2 separate regions of the Macaca mulatta genome follow, and region 1 is linked to region 2. The links are chromatin contacts, called in public Hi-C maps. All regions are on one chromosome and are shown on one strand. Each heading gives the region's core, a stretch centred on a gene start, on an enhancer-like site or on the middle of the called end of the contact. The rest is flanking DNA. Distances are from core to core; before and after follow the strand shown. Region 1 holds the start of LSM4 (LSM4 homolog, U6 small nuclear RNA and mRNA degradation associated). Region 2 holds the start of JUND (JunD proto-oncogene, AP-1 transcription factor subunit).

What was found. A called contact is a pair of places that touch in the nucleus more often than the background predicts.
Region 1: a contact with region 2 is called in a Hi-C map of fetal cortex germinal zone, with 3 times the contacts expected there. The contact joins the promoter of LSM4 here to the promoter of JUND in region 2. A contact is called at or near these places in 6 of 14 Hi-C or Micro-C datasets (CD4 T cells, blood, cortical neurons and 3 more).

Annotation. Positions count from the first base shown.
Region 1 is chr19:18,851,468-18,854,167 of T2T-MMU8v2.0, reverse strand. It overlaps LSM4 (LSM4 homolog, U6 small nuclear RNA and mRNA degradation associated), which reads left to right and starts at 1,406. Exons shown (of 5, transcript NM_001260573.1): 1 at 1,406-1,514. The coding sequence starts at 1,512.
Region 2 is chr19:18,808,267-18,810,966 of T2T-MMU8v2.0, reverse strand. JUND (JunD proto-oncogene, AP-1 transcription factor subunit) reads left to right here and starts at 1,348. Exons shown (of 1, transcript XM_015123347.3): 1 at 1,348-2,700. The coding sequence starts at 1,487. The coding sequence ends at 2,536.

The DNA of each region.
Region 1 (2,700 bases), core at 157-2,656, 43 kb before region 2:
TGAGGTCAGGAGTTCGAGGCCAGCCTGGCCAACATGGTGAAACCCCGTCTCTACTAAAAATACAAAAATTAGCTGGGCATTGTGGCGTGTGCCTGTAATCCTAGCCACTCTGGTGGCTGAGGCAGGAGAATCCCTTAAACCCAGGACGGAGGGATTGCAGTGAGCTGAGATCCCACCACTGCACTGTAGTCTGGGTGATAGAATGAGACTCCATTTCAAAAAAAAAAAAAAAAAAAAATAGGGTCTTTGCAGATGTAATTAAGGATCTTGCGATGACATTATCCTGAATTTATGGTGGGCTTAATAAGAGAAAGGCGTGTCCTTATAAGAAAACGGAGAGGCTGGGCTCGGTGGCTCACGCCTGTAATCCCAGCACTTTGGGAGGCAGAGGAGGGAGGATTGCTTGACCCCAAGAGTTCGAGACCAGCCTGGACAACATAGGGAGACCCTGTCTCTACAAAAAAAGAAAAAAAAAAGGAGAGAGTCGTTTGAGACTCAGAGACACACAGAGAAGGCCAAGTGACGACAGAGGCAGAACGCGGAAGGCTGCATCTACAAGCCAAGAACTCCGAGGTTTCCCAGCAGCCACCAGAACCCAGGAGAGAAGCATAGGACACGCAGATTGTCCTCAGAGCCTCCAGAGGGAGCCAACCCTACTGACAACCTCATTTCATTATTCTGGTCTCCTGAATTATGAGAAAATCACGTTCTGTTGTTTTAAGCCTCCCAGTGTGTGGGCATTTGTTACAGCAGGCCCCAGGGAACTAATAGCATTCGCCTATTTACTTTGTTTACTGTCTGTCTCCCTAAGGGCCACGAATTTTGTGTACTGTTCATTTCTATGAGCAGAAGCAGGCACAGAATAGGTATTAAGTACTTAATATATGCCAGACGCTGTTTTAAGTGCTTTTACACGGTTTCATTCATTTCATCCTCATAGTAAGTAACGTTTTGGAGCAGACACTACTATTTACAGGGAGAAAACTGAGGCCCCGAGGGTCGTGGTCAGGATTCCAACCTACTAAATGATGTTCCCTGGATAATTACAGAATCAGAAAACTAGGAGTCCGAAGGGCGACACCAGGGACGTCCCAATCACCACGAAGCCTGGATTTCTCTCCCTCAACTGCAAAGGCAGTTACTGGCTTTGCCCACAGCGTGGAGCCCAGAAGACCGACGAAGGTTTCACCTGCGCACGCGTTTACCCACAATGCACCCCGCCCCGGCGCGCGTTGCTCCGCCCCCTTTTGTATTACAAGCCGCGGCACTTTACGGCTCTCTTCCTCGTTCCTCTGGCGGGAACACGGCCCGGCCCGCCCCTTTCGCCTAGCGGGCCCCGCCCCACTCCGCGTGGATTGGTTAACCGCCCTTCTAGCCCGGTGCTGACTGGCTCGCGTCTCTGCCACTTTCTTTCAGCCCAGTGGCGCGCGGCGCGGCGTGGCGAAGACCGCCGGGAGCGTGTGCAGCGGCGGCGGCGGAAGTGGCCGGCGAGCCCGGTCCCCGCCGGCACCATGGTGAGGGCAGAGCAACGGCGGGGTCTCACCGGGAGGCGGGAACCGCAGTCGTTAGGAGCCCTGCGGGCGGGCGCTGAGGGCTGGGTTGGCGCGGGGCGAACGTACGGTCCGAGCCTTGAGTCCCGTCCCCCGGCACAAGGCCGGGAAACTGATGCTGGAGACTGCAGGTGGTTCTACCACGTTCGTGTCTGGGATTTAGGGTTGCACGTACTCGTATCCACAGTACAGTGGCCTCGCCTTACTTAGTTTTCCCATTTTGCAGGTTGGGAAACTGAGGTTAAAAAAGTGGGGATCTGCCAAATGCAACAGAGAGTTTTTGGGCAGGGAAGGGGGTCCCTTACGCTTCGGACCCAGTCTGACCTCCCAGATTGAAACCTAGAGTGCTGGGAAGTAGGGGGCCAGTCTGAGTTGTGAAACTTGGTTTTAGGAATTTCAGAGCTTGTAAGATGCTTAAAATGCTAGCAGCAGAGCCTCCTAGGCCTCTTGTTTTCTGGCTGAAAAGTAGGCCTGGTGCTGGGGTGTGGTGTTTCTCCTTGGTTCACAAAGCATGTCATTCCAGAGGAAGGGAGCGTTTTGAGCTAGGGGTGGGCAAAGTACATCCTCCCCGTACACAGAAGGAAAAATTGCAGCCCAGGTCTCTGCAGGGCCACATTGTTTATGATTCTGTAAGTTCTGGATCTGGGCTAGAAAGTGCCTGTGTCTCCCAGTGTGCAGATCAGAAAAGGAATCCAGAGCTGGGAGTTTCCTGGCTCATCAGCATCTGGCCCTTCTTTTTTCAATGAGAGAAACCAAGGCCCTTGTTGGGGATGTGACTTCCAGACTGTGAGACAGTGGGAGATTCAGTAACCAGGAGGGCCCCCCAGGGGTGGCTGCATCAGAACTGTGGATTAGTGAGAGAGCTCTCCCTAAATCCAGCTGGTCAGTGTGTAGCCACCCAACGGGTTCACCTTGCCTGCTTCCTAGACAGAGCCCATTTATCAAGACAGGGCAATTGCAATACAGAAAGAGTATTTCACACAGAGCCAGCTATGCAGGAGACTGGAGTTTTATTACTGCTGAAATCAGTCTCCCCTGAGCATTAGGGGATCCGAGTTTTTAAAGATAATTTGGCGGGTAGGAGCTCAGGAAGTGGGGAGTGCTGATTGGTTGGAGCTTCCTGAGGTTGGAGATGGAGTCATTGGCGGGG
Region 2 (2,700 bases), core at 99-2,598:
GGGGGTGGGGCACTTCCTGAAGTCTTTGCCCTGGGGGAAGGGAGTATCACGCAGAGGGCATAGCACGTGCAAAGGCCCAGAGGTAGGATTAGTCCTGCAACTGGGAGGCCAAGGATCAGAGAGAGGGAGGGGAAGGTCAGGGAAAGGAGGGTGTGAGCTCCATCCAGACAGAGGTGGGGAGCTGGAGGGGTGCATGCAGAGGTCAGATCCAGAAGTCCTAAGGATCCCTTGTGAGTATTGGTGGGGTGGGTCCATCTCTCCTCCCTCACACCCCCTTCCCAGCCAGTCTTAATAGTGGCCCATTAAGCCTTAACAGCCATGATAGTGGTAACAAGCAGGTAATAATTATAGCCGGCATTCCTGCCTCATCAGCCCAGCCCCTGGAGTTGGGCACCCTCGCCCAGGACATCACAGCCCTGGCAGACCTGGGGTTAAAACGTAGGCGGCGGAAAGAAGGGGCCTGGACTCCCAGGTTCTAGGGTTCTAAGGGTGGATGAGAGCTCAGGCCTAGTCACAGCCCTGGCCCTGCTGTGACTCCTAGCTAACTCTCGGGGGATGGTCACTCCACCTCTCTGAGCCCAGTTTCCCATCTGTAAAGGCAGGAAGTCGGACTCCTGATTCTACAACGCACTCAGTGAAAACGATCGGGATCCAAGCGCTTCCAGCAACTTCTGGCGACCCTCCTCTCCCCTCCCCGGTCTCTCCCTGAGCAATCACACGCGGAGTGGAAGGAGGGAGGGAAGGAGGGAGGGTGGGGAACGCAGACCTGCCCCACACCCCCGGCGAGCCCCCGGACACAGCCCCACCAGGCCTCCAGCCCCAAGTCCGCACAAAGCCCCTCCAGAAGGCGCGCTAGGGGAGGCGCTGGCAGCACAGCAGAGCAGGAGGCGCCAAGGAGTTATTTATCCATGCGGGACCCCATCCCCCTCCAGTCCCCGGAGGCCGGCACCGCCCCCGCCCCCGCCCCCGCCCGGCCGGGGCCCCACGCGCGGACACGGGGCGGGGCTTCGGGGAGGGCAGGCGCCTGGTGGCCCGGGCCCATCACGCCACCCGGGACGTGCCTTGGCGGAGGCGGCGCCGGGGAGATCGGTCGTACACAGCGGTCCCGAGGCGGGGTGACCCGGCCCGGGCGCGCGACCCGCCCCCATGACGTCAACCCACAAGGCAGCGCGCTGTTGTGCCGTTTACCGCGCGTCGCCGCGGCAACGACTGCCGGGCGGGCGTCGGTGGCTTGGCCCCGCCCCTCCATGCAAATGAGCGACGTCACCCGCACCCAATGGCGAACGGGGGCGGTGAGCTCATCGCGCCGAGCCGAGGCTATAAGAGGGCGCACGAGCGGCGCGGCGCAGGAGCCGCCGCCAGCGGAGGGCCGGGCGCAGCGGCCGCGGCCGGGGCGGGCGCAGGGCCGAGCGGACGGGGGGGGCGCGGGCCCCCCGGGAGGCCGCGGCCACTCCCCCCCGGGCCGGCGCGGCGGGGGAGGCGGAGGATGGAAACACCCTTCTACGGCGATGAGGCGCTGAGCGGCCTGGGCGGCGGCGCCAGTGGCAGCGGCGGCAGCTTCGCGTCCCCGGGCCGCCTGTTCTCCGGGGCGCCCCCGACGGCCGCGGCCGGCAGCATGATGAAGAAGGACGCGCTGACGCTGAGCCTGAGTGAGCAGGTGGCGGCGGCGCTGAAGCCTGCGGCCGCACCGCCTCCAACCCCCCTGCGCGCCGACGGCGCCCCCAGCGCGGCACCCCCCGACGGCCTGCTCGCCTCTCCCGACCTGGGGCTGCTGAAGCTGGCCTCCCCTGAGCTCGAGCGCCTCATCATCCAGTCCAACGGGCTGGTCACCACCACGCCGACGAGCACACAGTTCATCTACCCGAAGGTGGCGGCCAGCGAGGAGCAGGAGTTCGCCGAGGGCTTCGTCAAGGCCCTGGAGGATTTACACAAGCAGAACCAGCTTGGTGCGGGCGCGGCCGCCGCTGCCGCCGCCGCCGCCGCCGCCGCCGGGGGGCCCTCGGGCACGGCCACGGGCTCCGCGCCCCCCGGCGAGCTGGCCCCGGCGGCGGCCGCGCCCGAGGCGCCCGTCTACGCGAACCTGAGTAGCTACGCGGGCGGCGCCGGGGGCGCGGGGGGCGCCGCGACGGTCGCCTTCGCTGCCGAACCCGTGCCCTTCCCGCCGCCGCCACCCCCGGGTGCGCTGGGGCCGCCGCGCCTGGCTGCGCTCAAGGACGAGCCACAGACGGTGCCCGACGTGCCGAGCTTCGGCGAGAGCCCGCCGCTGTCGCCCATCGACATGGACACGCAGGAGCGCATCAAGGCGGAGCGCAAGCGGCTGCGCAACCGCATCGCCGCCTCCAAGTGCCGCAAGCGCAAGCTGGAGCGCATCTCGCGCCTGGAGGAGAAAGTGAAGACCCTTAAGAGCCAGAACACGGAGCTGGCGTCCACAGCGAGCCTGCTGCGCGAGCAGGTGGCGCAGCTCAAGCAGAAAGTCCTCAGCCACGTCAACAGCGGCTGCCAGCTGCTGCCCCAGCACCAGGTGCCCGCGTACTGAGTCCGCGCGCGGGGCGCATGCGCGGCCACCCTCCCCGAGGGGCGGGCTCGCGGGGGGGTGTCGTGGGCGCCCCGGACTTGGAGAGGGTGCCGCCCTGGGGACCCCCCTTCCCCCGAGTGTGCCGAGGAACTCAGAGAGGGCGCGGCCCCTGGGGATTCCCCCCG